Regions from separate parts of the Sus scrofa genome. Here region 1 is linked to region 2. A link is a contact called in public Hi-C data. All regions are on one chromosome and are shown on one strand. The core of a region is the stretch at or near the end of the contact, and the rest is flanking DNA. Distances in the headings are between cores, read along the strand shown. Region 1 holds the start of HNRNPA2B1 (heterogeneous nuclear ribonucleoproteins A2/B1). Region 2 holds the start of HOXA4 (homeobox protein Hox-A4).

Region 1 (5,982 bases), core at 103-2,602, 760 kb before region 2:
TCCGAATTTCGGTTTTTCATTTCTAAAGCTTCCTGCCATGTAACCGCCTTCCTAATCGCCGCAAACCCAGCTAAAACCGCTACGCAAAGGAACAAGGGCTGAAAAACAGAACGTTTTCTTTGTACTACGTATGGCTCGCCTCAAACCCGGGCCCGACACCCTAGATCGTTTTACCTCCGAAGCCGAGCGACCGCCGCCCCTCCCCCCGCCCTGCGGTGCGGCGCCTGAACGCAATGGCGCCATTTCATCGAGGGGAAGGCAGCGAGCCTCTAATGAGGTGCGCAGGACTTTAAAGATCCAGGCTCCCAAACCCTCAGAATCCACCTCGAAACGGCATGAAAACGGCCCGAAAAGGAGAAAAAACCGGCGAACCACCTCTACTCTTTGATAAAAGACTCAAACTAGCTGAATTTAGAGAGTTACAAGGAAAACGCTGCGAGAAAGAGGAGAAACGAAAATGGCGGCCGCCAAATCCGGTTCCCGCGAGGGGGGGAGGGGAAGCCGCAGCCTCGCCCGCGAGGACCCGCAGCCCGCCGAAACGCTCCAACGCGCGGACGCCAGGGTCCCCAAACCAGCGTGCTGTAAAAAGGGAGTAAGAATTCCCGCCTCCGCGCCCCACTTCCACCGAAGTCGGCTTGCGTCCGCCATGTGGAAGTTCCCCATCCCCCACCCCCAGCAAAGGGAAATGGCGCCGGGAGCCTGAGGGTGGGGAAGGTGCGGAACGATCAGGCCTCCGCTAACGACCCCCCTTCAAAAGTACCCCGAGACCAACCGCTTCTGAAGTGGCCCAATTTCGCTGCCGCTCTCCCACGGAGGCGGGTGGCCGACTTCCAATAAGGCGCCAACGGCCTCGCCATGCCCTTTCCAACAACTCATTGATTTCAAACCCGTTACCTCCATCGCGGACTCAGTCGCTTCAGCCCGATTTCCCGCAGCCGAGCGAGATGAGAGAGATCTCCGCGGACGAACACGAACCGGACTCGTCCTGGCGCTGTAGTGAGAACTGCCGCTGCTCGAGAAACAACACCGCTAAGAGCACCTCCACTCGGGACCCGGCGCTGCTGCTACTGCCGCTAGAGCCGCTGCCGCCGCTTTTCTAGAACCTTCCCCCCGACTAACGCGTCCTGCCCTACGTCAGGCCGTTGCGTAAACGCCCTAACCGCCGCCAATGGCGGGAACGCTCTACGACCTCCTTGCGCCAAGTACGTGCCCCTCCCTCCTCGCAGCCAACAGTGGTGCTTGACGTCACTTGCGTAAAAGGGCTCTGTGAATTGCGGAAGGCTCGAGCCCTGCGTATTTCTCTCTCGGAATTAAGTCCAGTCCCCGCCCCCCGCCCAGCTTTAGCGCAGGGCAGGTGAGAAACGGTCGCGCAGTTTGAAATTAACACTGTGGGGAGGAGCTTAATCCTCAGCTTTCAGGTCCAGCCCCTCAACCCGGAAGGTGGTCCTTAGAGCAACGCTTTGATAATCCCAATACCCACCGCCCCCCGTCTCTAAAAAAAAAAATCTTTGTAGCCTTCTCTACAGCGCTTTCCCTCCTCCTCCCTGAATTGAGGACAGACTCGGCCTCTTCCGGAAACACCCGAAGCGACTTGTGGTCAACAAGTTACATTTCACGCCTCACCTACCTAACCTTGGACAACGCTTTTGGGGTCAACCTCTCGGGTTCAGGAGGTCTTTGGACAGGGTAATCTAACTCTTAGTTCCTAATTGAGTCCTCCCACCCAAGTTTTACACCCACCACCAGCATTTGGAGGCACCCAACCCCAGGGACTAGGAAGTGGGCGGAGTCCTGTTTTGGCGCCAGTGCAGCTGCTGCAAAGCAGGAACGCCTCCGCCGAGGAGACTCCGGTCACAGTCCCCGCTCCTCCCTCTCTTTCCCTCCCCTTTGGGGACCACCAGCCGCTACGCCCCGAACGGTGAGTGCCGGTGTCACCACCCCCTCCTTCCCCCACCCACCCTTCGGCTCGGGCTCGGGCTCGGGCTCCCGGCGGGCAAAGCGCGGCGCGCGGCCCCTCCCCCCCGCGGGGCGCGCGCTCACCCCCGCCCCTAGCGGCCGCCTGGCGTGGGCGGTGCCACCCCGCACCCCCCCCACCCCCAGCGGCGCGGCCCCGCGCGCAGCTCCCCAGCCCCCTCCCCCTCGGATGTGGCTGGAGCTAGAGGCGCGCAGGGCCGAGGACGCCGCAGACCTGGGACCCGGAGCAGCTCTGAGGCGGTGAAGTCGGTGTCTTTATTTTCCCCTACCTTTCACTCCGTGGTCTTGCTTCAGATACCACTTGCGCCCCAGAGACCCTCCCCCCAGTTCCCCGCTTCCCATCCTTCCCGGCCCGACCCCGAGTCGGAGCTGGCGGGAAGGAAACAGGCGAATGGAGACCCCGCGGTGGGCCTGGTGCTGGGCCGGTGTCTCTAGTTGGTCGAGGGGACGAGACTGCTCGTTATGAGGTTGAGAACTGTGGCGACAGCTGCCTTATTTGTAGACAAAGCGCGTTTCTTCCTCCCCTCCCCCATCCCGGAGCTACATGAGGGGTCCTCCTCCCTCTCCCGGACTCGGTCGGCGACTCGGGCCTCCAGGGAGGGCTGTGCATTCTCCCGCATCCGTGCGGCCCGAAGTCCGGAGGCAGCGGCGGGCGCTCCGTTACGAGGCCGCCTTCGGGTCGGGGAGGCGCGGGCCCCGTGGCGCAGTGCCCTTGAGCCCCCGCGCCGCGGCCTTTGTTTCTCCCCGCGGATGCGCTGACCATGCGGCCCGCGCTCGCGTGTGGGGGGCGGGGGCCGGGCTCGAAGGCCTTATTAAGCCGGGTGGGGCTGGGGCTTAAGGGCAGCGGCTGAACGTCCGGAAAGAGGTGATTTGTTTTCAGAAGTGGCACGAAATGGGATTGGAGCATTTTGGGGTGTTTTTTTCTCTTAGTTTATTTAACTAGTGATTGGAAAAAGGGAGAGTTTCTAAAAAGAAACCAAGTTGGGATTACCTAGGCGGCTCTGGACTGTTAAGAGGTCTAGAGAAAAAATTCACAGTAATTTATTATGGTGATCGTTTGAGCAGTTGATTCTGAGTCAGTATCTATTTGCTGAATGTGGTTGTAAATGGGATTTGGATTAGGAAAAAAAATTTTTCTTTTTTTAATCCTATATGACTCTTTCTCGGGTACCAATGACCCTAGTAAGGTTCTCTGGGTACTTGGTTACAACACTAATATATATACTCTGAGGCGTGTATTACTAATTTACAGAAGCTTAAATCTGATTGTTTATGGATTGGTATAATATCCATATTATATATGTCTGATAATATGAGCTACTAGGTGGGGGTTGGAATCCAAACAAAACTTGTGTTTAGCTACCTTTTTTTGTGTCTTTGCAAACTTCTTTAACTGTTATGCATTTTTTTAGTAATAGCTCTTCAAGTCTGCAATAAAAAATGGCCTCCAATAAAACTACATTGGTAAGTTAATGAAAACCTAAAATGTGTAAGGATCTAACTCAGGCTTTTTCCCCTTAAAATTATAACTTTGCATCTATGTGGTTGAGAAAGTTACAGCCATAGTATAGTCCCAGTCCCGCCCCCCGCCCCCCCGCCCCCCCCCCCCCCCCCCGTTATACTGAGGAGAGTTGGGGCAAAAACAAAATTATTACATTAAAATACTTATTGACTTGGCCTAATAGTGTCTTAAGTCATTTAAAGAAACCTAATCTTGGGATGGCGGCAGACCAAATGTTTTTATCTTGAAGATACGCAAATCTATATGACAGGGAAGAATGATAAATGTGTAGACAGACAAAGCCTAAGATCTTGTTGATTGGGACATTATTCCCTAAATCACTTTATACTGAATTGTAGAGAAAGCAAGTATTTTCAGTATTGCCCAGGTTAAAGAAGGGGTAACTTATACACTTAGATTGAGACAAAAGCTTTAAATTTTTCAAATTAACTTTGGTCACTGTCATATTTCAGACTTATTCCAAAATACAGAACGGTTTTAAATTTAAATCATTGCGTAAGTATGTGGTCTTTTTTTCTTCTAAATACACGACACGAAAAAAATTATATACCCAGGCAAGAGAGAAGCCTAGATCTTCTGGATCTTTTGAGCAGTTACCTTTTTTCTCTCCAGAAGCATCTTAAACATTTTCTTAGATTTCATTAAAAGTTCTACAAATGTGTATAAACATAGCTGTATTCAGCCTTGTCAAGTTATATAAGTTTTAACACAACTAATGAAATAGTCACATAAAAGGCACAAAATTCAAAGTTACAGTGCCCACAGTATTTAATTCTAACGTGTTGCTTTAGCAGTAGTCACAGGTGCTTAAAGGTGAGTGTAAAGCAAAACATTTGGTTTGGGTTTCATACTTAAAAGGACAAGTTGGTGATTTTTAATTTGTTCCGTCATTATATTGCACTAAGTTAGATAGCCTGAGAAACATTGAAATACGAAATATAAAGCCTATCCGATGAGTCTCTGTGGCATAAATTATTCCCATCAATGGAAAAGGCACATCACATAGTTTTAAATGTCTTCTGCAATCTTGAGGCATTGCTGCAATTTTTTTCTGCTTGCATGCTATGTTGGATGATTTCAGTGACTAAGCAGTTAAGATTTTTTTATTAATATCTGTTTTAAGATGAAATGATTTTAAGATGAACATGCAATGTTTTCTAATTATTTCCATTTTTTTTAAGTGTATCCATTTCCAGTCCTCTTATAACAAATCTGTTTTGACTTAATGGAAAATAGGTGGAATTTGGTCTCCTGATTCTCTCAAATAATGTTATACCAAAGAAAACTTTAAAAACTAACCTAAAAACTTGTTTATTAAAAACTTGTTTAAATTTAATTCATTGGCTACCAGTTTAGCTCCTTTCTCTTAAACCAAGAAAGATGGATTTTTCTCACATTAGAGAATTAAAATGATCTAGCCATTTTGGCTTCTTGGAGCAAGATTATAGGTTTAGTGCAAACGGTCAGTAATGTAACCTACAGAGATCATGGGGAAATGATCTCATCCTTTCTAACCTATTCATGGTCTCTTTGGTTGACTCTGCAATTGCTATCAAGATTCTGAACCATGTTTTATTTTGCAGTTATCTTTTCTGTATATGAAGGTTGTTGCTGTCTTGTAGTTAGTGAAAACTACTAAATTTAGTCTTGTAGACTGTATAGAAATTCAAAAAGTTCCCATAGTGGCTGAGTGGTAACAAACCCCACTAGTATCCATGAGGACGCAGGTTCAATCCCTGGCCTCTCTCAGTGGGTTAAGGATCTGGTGTTGCTGTGAGCTGTGGTATAGGTCACAAATGCAGCTTGGTTGTGGCTGTGGTGTAGGCCAGTAGCTACAGCTCCAATTCCACCCCTAGCCCGGGAACTTCCATGTGTCACAGGTGTGGCCCCCTAAAAAGACAAAAGAAAAAGAAATTGGACTAGGAAAGATAAAACACTGTTTTTTCCAAAAATGTTTTTTATTTTATTTCATTGAAGGGTAGTGGGTGATGGGTTTGAGCTCAACCCACAGGATTAAGCATTCGTTTATTGATTGTTAACTTTTATTTTTTCAGAAGATGTCTACCCTGGGATGTAAAAGTGAAAATTTAGGTCTGAGATGCAACTGTAGTATAAGCAATTTAGCCTTTAAAATGTACTCAAAAGTTTAAAAAATAGACATTTCTTAAATCTTTCTTTTGTTTTAGCAAAAAATGGGAAAGAAACAAAATGGAAAAAGTAAAAAAGTTGAAGAGGCAGAGCCTGAAGAATTTGTTGTAGAAAAAGTACTGGACCGACGTGTAGTGAATGGGAAAGTGGAATATTTCCTAAAGTGGAAGGGGTTTACAGAGTAAGCAATTTCAGTGCTTTTATTATATGTTTTAACTGCATTTCAGTAACATTTAAAATGTTTTTAGTCTACCATCTTTTTAATCAGTTTTCCCATAGGTTTCTTTAAATTTAAAGGCACCTTTAGTCCATAGTATCTTGTTTAAGATCTGTTTCTT
Region 2 (6,434 bases), core at 6-2,505:
AAGGTGGGGTGGGGAAGAGCAATTGGACATCATCATTATATAATAACCTGACACCAAGTTCACGCAAGATACATAAAACTGCAAAGAAAATGTTTCACAGGCTATTGACAACGGGAAACACCCGAGAGCCATAAAGAATGGTGCTGGGCATTGGGGCTGAAGAAAAGCTTCAAAGACACATGGCCTGAAGCCTCTGCCAGGGCAATTAAATTTATGGGGGCTATAATTACTGCCCTAACAGTTTGGCGTCTCGTAAATCTCCCGATAAAGGGACCCCGGGTACAAAAGGGTTCTCACGTTGGGATCTGGCGGCTGGCTGGCGCACACACACCCACGTCCCACAGTAGCTTGGGCCAGTTGGGGGCTCCCCTCCCGAGGCCCCCTTCCCCTCGGCCTCTCCCCCTAACCCCCACCCCGACCTTGGAGCCTGGGCTCGGCCCCAGCCCACCCGCCCGCGCCTCCCCGGCGGCGCCACGTACCGGCGCTGACATGGATCTTCTTCATCCAGGGGTACACCACGGGCTCCTTGCCCTTCAGGCCCGCCGGGCTCTTGTCGGCCAGGAGCAGCGGGCACGCGGGGGCGCTGCCCCCTGCGGGGACGCCCGGGGTGGCAGGAGCCGCCTGGCAGCGCCGCGGGGGCGCGGGGGCCGCCGCGCGATGCTGCGGGGGAGGCGGCGGCGGCGGCGGCGGGGGCTGCCGCCCGGGCGGCAGGACATGGGTCGCGTGCAGGCCGTGCGCGGGACCCTTGGCGTGCGCCGGGGGCTGCTCGGACTGCGGCGGCCGCCCGGGGCTAGCGCCGCCGCGGTAGCCGTAGGGGTAGGCGGCGTCGGCCGCACCGTGCGCGGGGTAGAGCGCGGCCGCGGGGTAGGAGGGCTCGCGGGCGGCCCGCGGCGCGTAGTAGGAGGCGGGGGGCTCACGGCCGCCGCCCGTGTGGGGGAGCTGGGGCTGCTGCGGCGGCAGGTGCTGGGCCGCGGGCGCTGGGGGCTGCTGGTAGCCGGGACCCCCGCCCGGGCCGCCGTCTCCGCCGCCCGGGCCGCTGTGCTGCGCGTACTCCTCGAAGGGAGGGAACTTGGGCTCGATGTAGTTGGAGTTTATCAAAAACGAGCTCATGGTCATTAATTTGTGAAGTGCAAAAATACTAATTTTTCTCGCGTTGTCGTTTTTCTGGGCTCGCCGAGGCCCCTCCCCCTCCCGCTTCGCTTCCCATCCCCCTTCCTCTGCTCCCTTCCCCTCCCCCGCTGTCAAGCGCCCACCCCTCCCCCTCCCTCCGCCGCCGACGCCGCCAAAGTTCGCGCTCCTCCCCCGCCCGCGCCCGCGCGCGCGCTCCGTCGCGACCCCGCGCGCGCCCCGCCCAGGACCTCCACGTGATCCGCCCCCTCCAATGTGCGCGCCGCGCGCGCGGACCCGGATCAGGAAGCGCGCCGGCGGGTGATGGATGCTGGTGTCCCGCTCTGAGCAGAGGGGGGTAGCTGGCGCTTGGGTCCTCCAACCCCGCCCCCACGCCCCAACTTTGAGTCCCTGTGGGAATTTGGGAACCAGAGGCTTCTGGTTCTCTCAGATGCCCAGACTGGGCCCCATGCGTGCCCTACTCCGGGCTAGGCCTCGGGGCAGCCAGGCGGCCGCGGCCCAGCGCTGACCTCGGGGCCCAGCCTAGCCTGACCTGGCGGCCTCCTGGGCTCGAGGCCGCCTGGGGGAGGGAATGGTGCCAGGACTAAGGGGGTGTCCTGTTTTTTATCCGGGCCCTGGAATGAGGCCAACTGACCGGTTTTCTTACCAGCTGATTCCCTTCCCCACGTCAGGCTCGCTGTGTCCGGGGCCCCCCGACGTTCCCTGTTTGAGAAGCCATGCACGAGCCAAAAAGGGTGGGTGGGTGAGCAGCTGAGAGAAATCGGCCCCAGGAAATAAAGCAAAGCTATTCCAATATAACCGAATGAACACTTTTCTTTCTTTCTTTTTCTATTTTTTAGAAGCAGAATCTATTTGGTTGTTTCCCTAAGAAAAACGAGAACCTTCTAATAGCATCTCATTTGATGGAAGTGGCATTCAGAATTAAACATGCTCGAATTTAATAGGTGCAATTGTGAGAGAGACGATGGGGATGGATAGAAGCGACGATGCCGCCACAAAATACAGCATGGAAACCAACATCTTCCTACTAAAGAACACTCCCCAAACAAAAACAAGCTAAGGATAGCACAGGCATTGTGCCACCGGTCTTTTCCCGCTGAGAATGTTTTTGTCTCAGCTTTTCCAGACTGACACGAAAAGGTATATTTAAGAACAGTCTAGAGTTTCTGAATTACTGAAAGTTAGCATATTAACGACATCGGCAGCTCTGGAAAGTAGAGAAAGAGGACTTTTGCCTGCCATTTGGTCATTGAAATATGATGGGTCAATTAACTGCCGTTATTGACAAATGAATTACATATTAATTATACCTAATGTTGATCTCTGAAGTAAATACTGATGCCTTACACGATCGTAGTGTGTACTTTCCGTTTCCTTTTCTAACAGACACACCTAGATCCTACTTTTCATCGCAGATTAAAGCAGTGCAAACTAGCATAGTCTCGATTCTAAAAATACTTTCATATGGGCAAGCAAAGCAAAGATTTTTCAGCTGGTGCACCTTAGTTGATTTTTTCAAAGAACAGTATAAACAGCCTTCTCACAACTAAGTCTGGAAAGCAGACAAGGAAAGTTATAGCTTAAGTCTGGAGACACTTCAAAAGGAATGTCAGTTCTATCTTCATTTATATCGGTTACTCATAGGAGTTACTAAATGCTGGAATATATCCATTTGATGGATAGTCATTTAATGCTTAGCCACATAAAGCCTATTATATGGGACTAATCTTTAAACTAATTTAGGAAAAGAGGTTAAAAAAGGGATCATGTTAGCTTTCTAACTGCAATCACCCTGAAGTGGTACAAAGAGGTTTTCCACATTGGATGTGTGTCTGTGAAGAGTGCTGTCCATCGACATGGGGCACCTTGAAAAATTTTTAAAATGAAATCTGAGCCACAGAGAGAAATCAACACTGAATGTAATCTTTAGACATCCTCTCTAGGCTCGGGGGGAAAATCCAGTCTGTGATACAGTTGCCTAAACCAATATCTCTCTACAGCAGGAAAAATAATATATACACATATATGCCATATAACGTGAGTAATACACATACACACACACACACACACGATGTAATTTACAAAACTGAGCTCTCTAAGCTTCAGGGAGGAAAAAACATGACAAGGAAATTTTGCCCCTCTCCTCATGTCATCGGCCTTGAGTACTAGGGTCTTAACCATGTCTGTTCAATATTATTTACAGACACTAAAACAGAAAATTCATGTTGTTTAGCCTCAGAACCTTCTACTGCGTTTCTATTTTAACGTATTGACGAAACTCGGGCACTGTTTTGTATATGGTTAACCTAAACGAGTTAACTGTGCCTGTGTTTCATGTGGTTCTATTACTTTAGGAAGATGGGCTTACACAGAATCCCCCCAAGGCCTGTAACTTGTCTTTGTGGTTCCTATCATAAACACAAACGGAGCCAGGACCACCAAGTGTTATCTCACACACCGACATTTTGACATTTTACTGCAAGATTTATGGCTGTAATAAACAATCTCAGTACCTTTTCTGATCCTTCCACAATCTCTCTTTGCAAGCCATAGCATCATTCCATTGAATCAAATAATCTTTTGAAAAACAGAACAAAACAAGACCTCTTGCCTTCGCATGAGATCCAAGACACCAAAGTAAAGCCAGGAAGAAACTAACTCAATTAATAAATAAACCGAAGTTTACCAGCAGCATCTCGCCCGGAAAAAGATGGGATGCCCTGACATCAAGCAGAGAGGGAGCGTGCTAATCTTCGCACACCAACTGGCTCCAGTCCCAAGCAGGGTGAAAGCATTATCCTTTTCTTGGGAAACTGGTAAGCACATTTGCTCATTTCCACGTGCAGGGATAACGTATATTCCCAACAAAAGCTTTCTTACAATCCCATTAAGTGAAATAACTTTTCATCGGGTCCTTGAATCCCAGATGGAGAAGGAGAACGAAGGGAGTCCAAGGGGAGGGTGAGAGGGAGGCAGGGTTTTGCAGCCTAGTTTGAATCTGATTTGAATCATTTTGAATATATTTGGAACAGCCTCCCCTCTTGAATGCAACCCTGTCCCAAGTTTCAAAGTGACCGAACAGTGACACCGTGTGCATTTTGTTTCTTATTAATCTTACGCATTGACAGTCTTTGTTAAATCACAAGGCGCGCCCTTCACCAGCCGACATTTTCATATTTGTTAGACGCGCTGACCTGAAGTTCACCTCGGCCTTGGACTTTGCGCTTCTAAAAGGTCTATACAGTGTCTTTTAGGGAGCAGGGTGCTTTGCCCAGGTCACTCCTTCTCAGGGAAAACCAAGGGGGTGGGGGTGGGGGGAGCAAAGGAAATGTAAACGTTATGGAATGTATTGACTGTATTTGTCCTTTGTTCTCTAGAGCCAGAGTCCCCCAGACTGACTGTTCCCTATCTGAAGCACGTCTCTGGAGCACAGAGCTGAGGGGCTGCATTTCAAAATGCCTGATGGTGGCATTTGAGGGCTTCCCCCGCCACCTACACTCGGCCAAGGATTTTAGAGTAGCAGTACTTTATCAGGCATTTAACCAATTAATTGTTTGGGGGTCATTTCCTTGTAGTAGTTTCTGCTAGCGAAGCCAACCCAGGCATAAGAATTGAAATTCACATTCAGATGAGACATGAATTTTAACCAGGATTGTGCAAGAGGCCTAAAGATTAAAATCCTCCAAATTAAAAAATAAAAAAAGTAAGCACTCTAAAAACAATAACTTCTGCAGGGATCTTTTCTTTTACCTGAAAAAGGTAGCTAAGAGGTGTCTGTGATCCTTGAAGCTGACATGTTTCTAAGGTGTGGCACGTTTTAAACCAAGAGCACTATAACCAGGCTTTTCTCAAAGAGACTCAGAACTGTCTTGGTGAGCAGTAGAGCAGCGATCCGTTTTGTTCATTTCACCCGCCCAGATGTGCTGAAGTGTGCACTGCTGTAACAGCAGTCACCACAGTTGTTCCCTTTCCTCTCTTCTCATCTGGCACACCCCCATTTGGCTTCAAGCTCTTGGCCAGAGTGAAAACTTTACACATCGCACAGCGGAAGCAATCTGATCACTTCCACGAAGGCAGTGTTTGGGAAAGATTTGCTTCTGCCGCTGAAAGTACCTGGCACCAGCAAATCCAGTCTATCCAGCCAACGGGAATAGAGTGGGATGATCTTAAGGGGCCCTGCAAGGGTCTACATTCTGCGTAGCTGAATGAGCTTCTTTCTAGAGTTACAAGAAAAACCTGGGGGGAAAAAAAATTCTCTCTCTCTCTCCTCTGTTTCCCCACACGGATTATGCGAAGATCAATGCACAGACAAGAAAAGTATATCCCCCGGAAAACAGATGCTAATGGCACTAACACTTAAGGTTAATATAGGTGCAGGACAAATAAAATACTGTTTAGTTCTCCAGCTGCAAAGCACACCCAGACGTGGTTCCAGTCAGCTTCCTCAAAACGCTATTCCTTCTTTTCTACTCTCCTGCCCTCCCTCCTCAGCTCGCTTCCTCTCGCCTTAGCTTTTATTCCAAATGTATTTTTAAGAGTATTTTCTGGAGAAAAGAAGTCTGTCGGAGTGATCTTCCGTGGTCTGGCATTTGTCGATTCCACCTTCCCGCTCAAAAGGCATACACGTCACAGTTTATCCACCCAGAGATTGTACCACTCGCTTACATTCAGTGTAGGGTTAACAATAAACCATAATGAACAAGTTTTAACGATGGGAACATTTTCATGGTACCAATAAGCATTTTCTCACTGGTGGAGGGGTAAGGGAATCCTTTTTTTTTTTTTCCCCAGAAGATTTCCACTTCCTTTTTTTTTCCCTTCCCAGCTCTTTGCATTTCGTGGGTGACAGTTTCAGAAAAAGCAGTCTGTGCTTGAAAATTGCAAAGTACATTTTGCAAGAAGTGCCTGTGTTTGCCCTTTTCCTCCCACACTTCAGGGATCACGATGGGTACTAAAGAGGACACAAACTGGCCAATCACAATCACAGAGTTCAGATAAAGGAAGTTTCCTGCCCCCTTCCCTCCCCTTGGAAGGTATGATGGAACACTGGAAACGTGCTACGTTATTTCTTAAAGGTCCACTGATGAGTGCTGAGCTTCTTCACTTTGTGACGAAGCCACAAACAGACTCCTGGTGCTCCAGCAGCTAAGGTGTGGGTGTTCCAATAATCTATGCCTATTTACCTGCTGCTATTCCCTCAGAATGGGAGCGATCATTCAAGATGAAATACAGCATATATTACTCTTGAAAAGAGGAATTTTCTATCCTTTCCTTCGTAATTGAGGTCATTCAACCACTAGGGTTCA

What was found. Hi-C and Micro-C count contacts between places; a contact is called where the count stands out from the background.
Region 1: a Hi-C map of skeletal muscle shows a contact between it and region 2, with 7 times the contacts expected there. The contact joins the promoter of HNRNPA2B1 here to the promoter of HOXA4 in region 2. A contact is called at or near these places in 1 of 47 Hi-C or Micro-C datasets (skeletal muscle) and 1 of 2 datasets of contacts at active chromatin or transcription factors (skeletal muscle).

What each region holds. Positions count from the first base shown.
Region 1 is chr18:46,200,534-46,206,515 of Sscrofa11.1, reverse strand. It overlaps HNRNPA2B1 (heterogeneous nuclear ribonucleoproteins A2/B1), which reads right to left and starts at 1,352. Exons shown (of 13, transcript XR_002340389.1): 1 at 895-1,352. CBX3 (chromobox protein homolog 3) reads left to right here and starts at 1,402. Exons shown (of 5, transcript XM_021078986.1): 1 at 1,402-1,918; 2 at 5,683-5,825. The coding sequence starts at 5,689.
Region 2 is chr18:45,438,089-45,444,522 of Sscrofa11.1, reverse strand. HOXA4 (homeobox protein Hox-A4) reads right to left here and starts at 1,255. Exons shown (of 2, transcript XM_003134841.4): 1 at 480-1,255. The coding sequence starts at 1,116. All of the region lies in intron 2 of HOXA3 (homeobox protein Hox-A3), which reads right to left.